2 separate regions of the Danio rerio genome follow, and region 1 is linked to region 2. Evidence: chromatin contacts called from public Micro-C data. All regions are on one chromosome and are shown on one strand. The core of a region is the stretch at or near the end of the contact, and the rest is flanking DNA. Distances in the headings are between cores, read along the strand shown. Region 1 holds the start of fpgs (folylpolyglutamate synthase). Region 2 holds the start of prodha (proline dehydrogenase (oxidase) 1a).

Evidence for each region. A called contact is a pair of places that touch in the nucleus more often than the background predicts.
Region 1: a contact with region 2 is called in a Micro-C map of caudal fin, with 5 times the contacts expected there. The contact joins the promoter of fpgs here to the promoter of prodha in region 2. A contact is called at or near these places in 2 of 18 Hi-C or Micro-C datasets (caudal fin and hematopoietic stem cells).

The regions. Positions count from the first base shown.
Region 1 is chr21:7,370,769-7,377,347 of GRCz12tu, reverse strand. fpgs (folylpolyglutamate synthase) reads right to left here and starts at 1,928. Exons shown (of 15, transcript NM_213437.2): 1 at 1,757-1,928. The coding sequence starts at 1,900.
Region 2 is chr21:7,143,386-7,149,587 of GRCz12tu, reverse strand. prodha (proline dehydrogenase (oxidase) 1a) reads right to left here and starts at 2,109. Exons shown (of 15, transcript XM_005160994.6): 1 at 1,734-2,109. The coding sequence starts at 2,054. uqcr10 (ubiquinol-cytochrome c reductase, complex III subunit X) reads right to left here. Exons shown (of 2, transcript NM_001302478.1): 2 at 5,671-5,981. The coding sequence ends at 5,934.

The DNA.
Region 1 (6,579 bases), core at 679-3,178, 230 kb before region 2:
ATTTAATCCTGAGTTATGGCTGCCTGAACACTAAGCACATGGCCTGAATGAGATCATGCAGAACATGACGTGGTTTTGACAACGATAGCCTAAAATAGCTACTAAATGTTTATAGTACTAACACTTTAATATTATGTAAACTAATAATGACTATTATGGAGTTCAATACAAAAACTTAACTCCTACAGGTAAACATTACCGTTAACAGCTTTAATCCTTAATTGTAAATACAGGGAAAGCAACCGTAAGCATAATGGAGATAAAGTTGGTTTTGTATTCGCACATTCATTCAGTGACAACTTAATACCATGGTACTTTGAATATTCAGTCAGAAATCACACGCAAGTATGACTTCAAATCAAAACAACATTAGCACTATTTAATTGACTGTGAACAATGTTGGCCTTTGATAGTCATTGGCTGCTAATAGGATTTTACTATTTTGAATTGGCAAAGCATACTTGTTTTAAATGATATGATTAAGGGGAAAGTCCCAATATAAAACCATCCTTACCTCAACGTAAGCATACAGTATCTATTTAATAATTGCAAGCAATATGAAAATAAATATATTACTTTGTCATATATACATTTTTATCAGTGTAAATTAATGTTACTTTACTGCAGTTGGCGATAAACACACACAAATTAATGTTACACCAAAAAATATTTAGCTTTAACAGCTATTTAAAAAATACAGGGATGTGGTCGAAATTTTATGAAATTCAAAATAAACACACGCAGAATTACATTACACCAAAGTTGGCGATAAACAAGCACAATTAATTTGAAATACAGAAAAATGAATGAAAAGCAAATAGTACCTATTTTTAACAGTGCTAACAGCATAACATTAAATACATGTATTACTTTGTTAACTAAAAATGTTTTATCCACGTACATTAACGTTACTTTTATGAAGTTTGTGATAAGCATGTACAGATTAAGAAATTACCATTAACAGCTGCAATAGTTACATAGTAACTATTTTATAAGTGCAAACAACATGAAAATAAATATATATATTACTTTGGTAATTATAAAGTTTTATGAGTGTACATTAACGTTTTATGGAATTCGCAATAAACACGCTCAGATTAATCAGATTAAGCTACACCAAAAACTATTTACCGATAACAGCTGTAATAGTTACTTGATAATACAGGAAAATAGACAAAAAGCAAATAGTACCTATTTTTTTAAAAGTGCTAACAACATTAAAATAAATATATATTTCTTTGTCAATTATAAATGTTTTATTAGTGTACATAAACATTGCCGTTACTTTTATGAAGTTCGCGATAAACGTGCTGATTAACGTTACACCAAAAATATTTACCGTCAACAGCTGTAACAGTTACTCAACAGTTACTTGAAAATACAGGGATGTGGACTAAAAGCAAATAGTTCCTATTTTAAAAAAAAGTGCTAACAACATGAAGGTAAATACATATATAAGTTAGTTATTGCTATTTTAACACTGTAACATTATAAGCAAAGAGACTTCACTGTAACCACGCGTAGATTAACGGTACACCAAATAATCGCGCTCTTTGGTTTTAAACTCAACGGCTGATGTAACAATTGTCAACGGTGAATCAGCCGCGTGCGCTGGATTAACAGTACTATTTCAACCGAACCAAAAAAAAACTTTCAAAGTCCAAACAAAAGTGCACAAACTCACTAACTATAATCAATAATTCCCATAGATAAGCACACAGACAAACATATGGATGAAGATATTCGAGCACTGTACCTGATAGTCCATTCTTCGGTACCGCGGAGCAGCTTTAGTGCTGGAAAATCTCACTGACAGCCCGACAATGCTGGTCCAGTGTCGGTTACGCGCCGAGACTTCAGTCCACGCGCGTAAATTCTCCAGCACGCGGAACAGCAGCATGGTGGCCCGGAGAGTGCAGGAAGCAGCACCAAATTTGGGGAGTTTTCCTGTCAATAGTGAACTCTCGCGTCATGCCACGCCTCCTTCCTGCTCGCCATACAGATTTCACTATACTGTTTGTTGTTTATCATCGCCAGTGTGGATGACAGCAGTTTGCGTGAAGTAGAGCAGAAATAAATGATGGTTTTGTGACGCGGAAGATGCAAAGTCAAGATAGGCTGCAGAGCGAATAGTTGAATCAACGTTACAATTCCAGTTCGCTGTCGAGTCAAGCTACAGCAGATGTTTATCCTGTTTTAACCAGGCTGCGTGTCAATAATCTCGCAGAAACATGTGGCGCTGCAGAGGTGCATGTTAAAACACTGGATTTCTCTGATTTGCCATGCAGAGCTGCTGAAACGCTTCTCACGTGTCAGGTGTCTTCGAGAGCTAGTAGACGTCGTACTGCGCATGCGCATTGGTTCTTACTTATAATACGACACCGCCGTCTGCTGGACAGTCCACATTTTTAAACCTACATTTTTACTTACAAAGTTCATTCATTCATTTTCTTGTCAGCTTAGTCCAGGGGTCACCAACCTTTATGAAACTGAGAGCTACTTCTTGGGTACTGATCAATGTGGAGGGCTACCAGTTTGATAAACACTTCTCAAATACCAATTTCAACAATGATTTAACGTATCGTATTTAATGTATCGATGTGCAACACTTTATTTTTATATCTCTCTGCAAATATTAACATTTTTAAATGATTACTTCTATATTAGATGGAACTTCCTGGTAAGTGGCGCTATGGTGAGCTATTTTTACATTTACATTTACATTTACATTTGGTCATTTAGCAGACGCTTTTATCCAAAGCGACTTACAAATGAGGACAAGGAAGCAATTTACACAACTAAGAGCAACAATGAATAAGTGCTGTAGGCAAGTTTCAGGTCTGTAAAGTCTAAGTAGGAAAGTATTAGTAGTATTAGTCTTTTTTTTTTTTTTTTGAGTACAGTTAGTGGTATATCCAGAGAGGCAATTGCAGATTAGGAAGTGAAGTGAAGTTTTTAGTCGTTTCTTGAAAACAGCGAGTGACTCTGCCGTTCTGATGCAGTTAAGGAGTTCATTCCACCAGCTGGGCAGATTGAGCGTGAGCGTTCGCGAAAGTGATTTCTTCCCCCTTTGGGATGGAACCACGAGGCGACGTTCATTCACAGAACGCAAGTTTCTGGAGGGCACATAGATCTGCAGAAGTGAGAACAGATAAGAAGGAGCAAAGCCAGAAATTGCTTTGTAGGAAAACATCAAAGCTTTGAATTTGATGCGAGCAGCAACTGGCAGCCAGTGCAAACGGATGAGCAGCGGAGTGACATGTGCTCGTTTCGGTTCATTAAAGACCACTCGTGCTGCTGCGTTCTGGAGCAGCTGAAGAGGCTTGATAGAGTTAGCTGGAAGCCCCGCTAGTAGAGAGTTGCAGTAATCCAGTTTGGAGAGAACAAGAGCTTGAACAAGGAGTTGAGCTGCATGTTCAGATAAGAAGGGTCGGATCTTTCTGATGTTATAGAGTGTGAATCTGCACGATCGAGAAGGTCTAGAAATGTGGTCAGAGAAGTTTAGTTGGTCATCAATCGTTACTCCAAGGCTTTTCACCATATTGGATGCAGTAATGGTTGCCCCATCCATCTGGATTGAAAAGTTATGGTGTAGAGTCGGGTTGGCAGAAACTACAAGCATTTCCGTTTTTGCGAGGTTCAGCTGAAGATGATGATCTTTCATCCAGTGTGAAATGTCCAACAGGCAGGCTGAGATGCGAGCTGGAACCGAGGGATCATCAGGATGAAAAGAGAGGTATAGCTGGGTATCATCAGCATAGCAGTGGTAGGAGAATCCATGTCTCTGGATGACTGGTCCTAGAGATGATGTGTAGATGGAGAAGAGAAGTGGCCCAAGAACAGAGCCTTGAGGTACCCCAGTGTTTAGATGCTGTAGGTTGGACACCTCTCCCCTCCAAGACACCCTGAATGACCTGTCAGAGAGGTTTTAGAACAGGCCTGCGGGCAACACATGTGATCCTCCATGTTGGTGACCCCTGGCTTAGTCCCTTTATTAATTCGGGGTCGCCACAGCGGAATGAACCGCCAACTTATGCATTTATGATTTGGGAGTCAGATTGTAAGGAAATGGACTATATGTTACTGTTTTTAACTCTTTGTGGCCTCTTCCATCTTCACAAATGTAGCTATTCAGTGTTTGCCTAATTATAGAACATTTTATATTGTCTTAAAACTATAAAATCAATCTGTTTGCCTATCGCAAAATAAGAAAGCTGCTAAAACAACTGAACTGCTGTAAAAAATAATATTATCATTATAATCATTACCTTTAAGTAGGCCTACATGGAATCTGCGAGCGCAGAATTCCGCAGATTTACCACAGATTTCCACAAAATTCAGCAGATATTTAGCCCATCATAAATTCTGTTCATTTACTTGAGTAGATGTGTGTAAATCTATATTTATTCAGTTTTTTAAATTAATTTCAGTAATATTATTGACTAATATGAAAATGTTCATCTGATTCATGCACAATGCAGTTTGTACAATAATATTTTCTGTCTTTTAGTAGATATATTATATGAGACTTGCTTTGTTCACCAAATAAAGTTAATCAAATTGGATTTGCATTTTAAACATTAAATGAAAGTTAAAAAGATGTTATTTTTTTATTTAATATATTAAGGTTTTAGTTGAGATACTCTCAAAATAATTCCGCAGATTTTTTATAAAATTCTCCGCATAAATAGCAAAAAATGTCCACAGATTCCGTCTGGCCCTACCTTTAAGTTATCAGCTCCCTTTTGGTACGCCTAGGTAACATTAATAATCCAACTATATTTTGAGATATGTTTGATTTCTTTTGATATATATTTATATATATTTTTTGTTTTGTTTTCTTTGAATATCTGTTTTTCCTTCATGTGTTGTTTTTTTCCTTATCCGCTGTATCATTTTTGTTACTAGATGTACAATGAATATGTATTGTATTTAGGTCACACAATATTAGCACAAATTAATGTTTTATGTATTCCCTGTTACTTATGTTAATAAAAAAATAAATAAAATAACAACTCTAATTTAAAAAAAACAAAATCACAATAAGTTATAAATAACGTCAAAAATTGCACAAAAGCTTTTGAAACTGATATACTTTTAACTGTGTGGATACTTTTATAAAGTTGGTCATATTTTAAAATATGAAACAAGTTAAGAGTTTTAAGTAGTTTTTAATATCTTAATATTTTTATTTTGTCTTAACTGTTTGTTTTTTACATTTAAATAACAAACAAGCATTTTTAACTTCCATTGATAAACATATATAACATTATATTCAAGCAGCATATAATAAACAAAACAGTACAAAATAATAAAACATAAATAAACCTTAAATGATACAAAAGAAAATACATTACATTGAGGGGGGTCAGTCCATATAAGCTGACAAAAGCTTAGAGAACTTTCAGGCACCTTTTGTTTTTACCTGTTTTATGGATTTATTTAAATTGTTGAACTGCTTTGAAACAAGGAGAAACTTTAACAAATCTACATTTGTGGAGATAAAATTAGGCTACAATCAACATATTATTACACAGAAATTCAATTACTTTGTTTTTATTTTTGGATCCCACGGCAAAGGTTAACATTTTCAGTGTTGATCACTATAACAATACTGGGAACCACTTCTGCAATTTCTTTAAATTACCAATAGATGGCGCTAGGAGATAGTGGATAAACTTCTGGTGACGATACAAAAGCCTAGCCTACAACACAAAACTGACTAGGCTACATTTATATAGATTTAATTACAAATATTTTATGAAAATAACATATTATTTTTATGAAATAGCTCACATTTATGTGTTCAGTATTCACTGTTTAAATGCAAACTAATTAGCCTGTTCCTTAAAATGACAACCAAGAAATGTTTTATCTCCTATATCACTACTCAACCATGAAGAGAAGCAATTGATGTGTAAAACCTGTTAACGGGCGACAATCCATCCAAAAAAGCGGTTTTAAACCTTCGTTTTATTTATTTTTTATTTAACACAAAAGAATATGAAAGTTGGAAACCTGTAACAACTGACATTCATAAGAAAAACAGATACAGTCAATTGTTTCCAACATTTTTCAAACTATCTTTTTTGTGTTCAACAGAAGTAACTCAAACGTGTTTACAAGGGTAAATAAATTCTGACAGATTTTTTTTTTCTTGGATCCCTTTAATGTCTTCTTAATAAAAAGTTCCTCTTAATTTAAATACAAAATTACAAATGATCCTCATTTAGTCCATAAGCCGTTGCATCTTCTTGTCAGTTAATAGGGTTGAAACATCTTTTAGGCTATTTGTCATATAGAATATAAAGTTAATCTATTACTAAACAGTTCAAGATCTCATCCCCTAGACCATTTCTCCAACCATAGGGTGTCCTTATTAATTTAATCATGTCTGAATAATAGATCCAACATGTCAGCAAACTCCAATAGAAATCTGATAAATGTAAATTTACAGTTTAAGTCAGAACTAGGCCTATTAGCCCCCGTATTATTATTATTATTTTTTAATATTTCCAAAATGATGTTCACAGAGCAAAGAAATTGTCTTATAATATTTTTTCTTCTGGAGAAAGCTTT
Region 2 (6,202 bases), core at 860-3,359:
CTAAGCTCAAGTTCTGAACATCTTTTTTACATGTATAAAGTTTTGCTAAACTTTTTAAAGTATTTTATTTTTCATATATTACATATATTAGATACATGCACTGAGTGTTATTGATGACATAATATTACTTGCATTGTAATATTTGGCTATGAGTATTAAATATTGATCATATAAAATATAGCAGCTTTCATTCAGTTTTATACATATGATGTTACATTTTCAGCTTACCGAGCTCAAGTTTAAACTTCTTTTTTTTTTTTATTCTAAACAGAGTTTTGCTTTACACACTTTTATGTATTTTTTTATTTGTTTAATATTACATATATACAGGCCTTTAGCCAGGGGGGTCCGGGTAGTTCGACAAAGTCCAGAATTTGGCCCCTATTGTAGCTCATTTATCCCATTTTTGACAGCATGCCATCATAAAGTGTAAAATGACCAAAAGAGAAGGCTTTAAGAAGAATAACCAATAAAAAGAAGGCTTTTAGTTTAATTTTAATTTAATTTTTTATAAATTTTAACAGATTCCTAATTATTTGTTGTTGTTTTTTGTTGTTGTTTTTTTGATGGATAATAAATTAGCATTTAAAATAGTTTTTTTCATATTTCTAAAATTCTAATCTCACTACATTATTGATAAAACTGCAACAACTTTTGTAAAAAAGCACATTTGTGAATTAACACATTTTTCTAAACAAAAAAATAGTAAAATAAGCACTTTGACAAAAATGTATAGGAAGTATTTTTGTTCCATCAAAAAATGTGGTTATGAAAACCATCCGACCAGCTAATCCAGCACAAATTAGTGTTTAAAATGTCACAAAAATGCAGTATTTAAACCTTAAATAACTGCAAAAAGGTAATTTTTTAGAGAAAAAAAAATAACCACCCCTACGGGCTTGATATAGCAACACTGAGTGTCAGTGTTATATTGATGCCATTATATATACCGGTTGGGCGAAGCAGTGGCGCAGTAGGGTCGCTGGTTCGAGCCTCGGCTCAATTGGCATGTCTGTGTGGAGTTTGCATGTTCTCCCTACATTTGCGTGGGTTTCCTCCGGGTGCTCCGGTTTCCTCCACAGTCCAAAGACATGCAGTACAGGTGAATTGGGTAGGATAAATTGTCCATAGTGTATGAGTGAGTGTGTGAATGTGTGTGGATGTTTCCCAGAGATGTGTTGCGGCTGGAAAGGCATGCGCTGCGTAAAAACTTGCTGGATAAGTTGGCGGTTCATTCTGCTGTGGCGACCCCAGATTAATAAAGGGACTAAGTCGACCAGAAAATAAATGAATGAATATATAACGGTAAGCATTAACGTTATACGTGTGATATGACATACACTTTACCGAGCTCAGGTGCAGAGGTTTTTCCATATGTTAAATAGATATATAGTTGCATTGATTGAGTCTTAAATATTGATGATATTACATATAAAGTTACCTGTTTTCATTTAGTATTATACACCTAATATTTGCCTATATTCAGGTTACCTAGCTCCTAAACTCTTTTTTTTTTTTACATTTAACGTTAATAGGTTTTGGTATATCTTTTATTTTTATGTTAAGTATTAAATATATACATATATTGAGTATTAAATTATGATTATATTCCATATATCGGTTTCCATTCAGTATTAACGTTAACTTATATGACATTACACATGACATGACAGGTTACCGAGCTCAAGCTCTTATCCTCCCCGACAAAAACAAAAAACAAAAGTAAAACTCGCCTCTTTATTTTTGTCGACCAGGAAGTCAAATGTACAGAGTTTGAACACCAGCAGACTCCTGAGCAGCTCCAGAGTGTGTTTGCTCCTGTAGGCTTCTCGTGTGTTGTCGAAGTCGATGGAGATCCTCTGGCCGCCGATGTGCGCCTTCTTCCCCCCGATCAGATCCACATCGCACGGGGTCTCCAGGATGGCGCAGGACTGCTCCAGAGGCGCTTCATCCGTCTTCAGCTCTTTGTGCTGGGTTGATGCGACTGTTGAGCGAAGCCTCACGCCGAATAAACGAGTCGGTTTTACTCTGTATATAACTTTCGAGTACGACATGTTTTGTGTTGAGGAGCGGCTCCGACAGAGCGATAGATGATTCTGGATGAATGAGGGGGAAACGGCTCGGGTGGTGGGGTTGTTAAAGCGCGCTTAAAATATGTAAATGAGATGCTACGCTCTGAGTCCTGATTGGCTCACGGTTGCAGACGTAGAGGATTGACTCATTTGGATATGAGTCAACTGTATGTATATATATGTAATGTATGTATGTATGTATGTATGTATGTATGTAGGTATATATATATATATATATATATATATATATATATATATATATATATATATATATATATATATATATATACATACATATATACAGTTGAAGTCAGAATTATTAGCCCCCTGAATTATTAGCACCCCTGTTAATTTTTTCCCCAATTTCTGTTTAACGGAGAGATTTTTTTTTATATATATATATAAGAAATATTTAGATAGATATACCATACACATTTAAATATCTTTGTAACAAATTATTTTGAATAGTTTTGCTTTTATGTATGTGTGTGTGTGTGTTAAATATGTATCAAATATATATTTTGGATGTGTTTAATCTTGGCTCAGCACCAATATATTGTCTTTTCGACTCAGCATTTGTGTATTTACTGAATAAAGACAAAAAGTCCATGATTACAAGCTCTCTCCCTGATCTCTGTGGATGGGTGTTGGTTTAAATTATGTATGTCCCGAAAGTGGTTTTACTGGTTTGTCTATTGAGAACATGATCAGTCCTTCACACTTGTTTATTTCTTACTAAGAAAATAAGCTCATGAAATATAAAGATGATCTAGTGACACTGTGTGGTCATTATATGTTAAAACATCAAAGCAGGTCCCTTTCTTGTAACGTCACTTTAGAAGGGATGCAGCTGCGGGCAATGTTAAGAATAATTTTATATTATTTATTAAATTAACCATTAACTGTATTTTATTAACGTCTACCGCCACCTCAACCCATCACAGTAATGTAAAATATTCTAAATATTTATTACATTATTAAATTATAACCTCTGTTGAAAATGTGGTCATTCTGTGGGCATTTTTTTACATTTGATGCGGAACTGTGGTGGCTCCATCAAGAGTTATTCAGAACCTGGAGAAATGGCTGGGACAACCTTATTCCAAGAGTCTGTCTGGTGATACATTCACTTTACTAAACGGAATATCTAAAGCACAGACTGGGCTAGTCAGCGCAGAATGTATTATTGCTGTGAGACTGTACCGCGAAATTGGAAGAACTCAGATACTCCCTCTTTTAAGGAGTGAATTGAGCTGAAGACTTACTGAACGTGTTTTGGCGAGACTTCAGGACTCCACTCATACTTTTAATCAGAAATGGGGTAGCTTTTTTCAATATTTGGAGAGCACATAAAATGAAAATTGAAGGGTTGTCAATTTGAATGTGTGTTGTATTATTTTATATTTGTTATATTTTTTTTTATTTGCTATTATTTTTATTGTACTTTGTTTACATTATTTTCCTGAACGTTGATTTTTGTATTGTGAATTTCATGTTGTGTGGGGTATAAAAGTTCAAAATAAAATAAAAAAGTTCAATGAAAAAAAAACATTATCAAATGACCCAATAAATTGCATTAAATCCTATGCCATCGCTCACAGCAACATAAAAAGTAATAATTGTACAGTCACAAACATTATGCTATACTTGTGTGCGTATTCACAAGTGTATCCTGTATTCTAGACTTTACATTTATTGGACACTAATTGAAAAATTCACAGGAAAGACCCTGGAATTAGACTGGAGTAACAAGACTTTTAAATATTAAGACGTACAATGTTATATTAATTCAATGTCAGTGAACTTACTATTTATGGTTCTTTGCCTGATAAAGGGTTAATATAGAAATATAGAAGCTGCATTGCATAAATACCCTTTTCTTTTAAGTTTCTCCACAATTAATTAATTTATAAAGTAATTTATCAAGCTTGTTTTGACAGATACTGCCTTCTTCTGCCTTTTAACAGACCGACCTCAGATTCTGGACAACATTTCAGTTGTTTGTGAATCATTAGCTAAATTATCAGAAAATTATATATACAACATTTTTGATAAATTCACTAACGACTTTTTATTATTAGTAGTAGTAGTATTTAAATACCTATAATTTTATTTTAAAATATTAAAAAAGCACATTTAATCTAAATGTAAACTGAATTTTTTTTTACCAAAAATAAACTTATTCATGAGATCTATATATTAAAATGGAAATGCATTTCTTATTTTTAATAAAATATTAAATTCTTTTTTAAAAATAAAAATAATGTTATTGGGTCTTCAATATTCATTGTTGTTAACTGAAGAGCTCTTGCAGCTAAAAAAATAATAGTAATGTGTCTTCTTGAACATAACATTTTTAACATAAGTTGTAAATTACTGAAATGGCTCCTACAAACTTACGTTGCACCAGCTAAAGTGCATATATAGATTTATATTCCTTATAGTTGTACAAAATGCAATAAAGAAGTGGGTACCTTTTATCATTGTGAATGGGAGTGATATGAGATCCAAAAAAATTGGAAAGAGATTCTTATCATCATTGGTAAATTAATTGAAGAAAATAAACATTTGGTTCTTAAATGATGTATACCCTGTAAACCTGAATCTGAACACAAGCAAATGCAAACTATTAGATTTTAGTTTACTCCAAGCAAAGCGTGTTATTATTTTCAATTGAAAAAACTCAAAAGGCCATCCTGTGGTCAGTGGATTTTAAAAAATGACTAGCAATCTTGCTCTGGAGAAGCTGACATCTTCTGAAAATTACAAGATTTTTATAAAATATGCCCCCCCTTCAAAACACTTTTTGAACCAGGTGAAGCATACAACATTTTTTGATGTTCGAGCTTTCAAACCCTCAGATGTTACATTTACCGACAATTAACAAATTTGTTTAACCAGTAACACTGGAAAGCTGTCAAATGCAAGGTACAAAAATGCACTGAACATTGTTATTATTAATTTTTTTTATGTAGTTATTATTAGTATTTTTGTAATTTATTTACATATTTAAATTCACATTTTTAACCATTGGCCTTTTTATTTTTTTCAGTAGTTCAAACAAAACCCAATAAATATATCTTAGAAAAAATAAAAATGTATAATGATGTTTTAAATACTAATTATTATTATAGTATTATTAATTTTTATTGTCCTAAAACAATGAAAAATATTGCTTATCTATACACATATAAATACAGTTCTTGCCTCTTCTGATTATTATTGACATTTTTATTAAGGAAAATCAAATGGAATCAACATAGAAGTTGAATTGCATTTGTTATTTTTAATAAAATATTAAATCCTTCTTAAAAAACTTATACAATTGTATCTTTGTCTTCAACACTCATTATTTTTAACTGAAGTTTTTACTGCTTAAAAAAAAAAAGGTAAAAAGTAGATGTAAATCTCACATAAAAATAAACCACAGACAATAATTTTACCAATATTCCTAGTTTTGGATTTCAATTTTCATAGTACTAACCTTTTGGCCGGGCAATTTTGAGATCTAAATTATATGACACATCACCAATGCTAAATTTCTCTTTGAATTCTTATAAAGCCAAAACATCATAACTAACAACACATCAACTGAACATGAGTTTCATTGTTGAGTTTATTAATACAGAACTAAATTATAAGCACATTACAAATGAGGAAGAATGTGACAAAACACACAACAATAATTCAGTGATCAGTCTCTGTTTGTGTCCGCAGATCTTCAATCCGGCTGGATGGTGGAAAACACCGGTCGCAGAACACTGAAAACACCAGCGGATCCTCAGTCAGGCCCACATGAGAGCTGGATGATGACAGAACGGATGACTGAAGGCTCCACTGGCTGCATCAAATCCCCCGTTATTATTCCTCCTTCTGCTCATAATTGTGTTTGATGTGTTTCCAGAGTTTCTGAGGAAAACAAATATTAAAAAAATAAATAAAATCACATATTTCGATAAATAATTCATTTAAAAAAATAAATAAATAAAAGACGCCACGAGAAAATTGTAATATTTCTCTTTATTTATTAGTGAAGAATCTAACTAAGCATCTGCGAATCTTTGTAACCAACTATTTGTGTGTAGTTTCAAGAAAACAACCATTCATTTGTGTTGTGTTTGATTTTCATT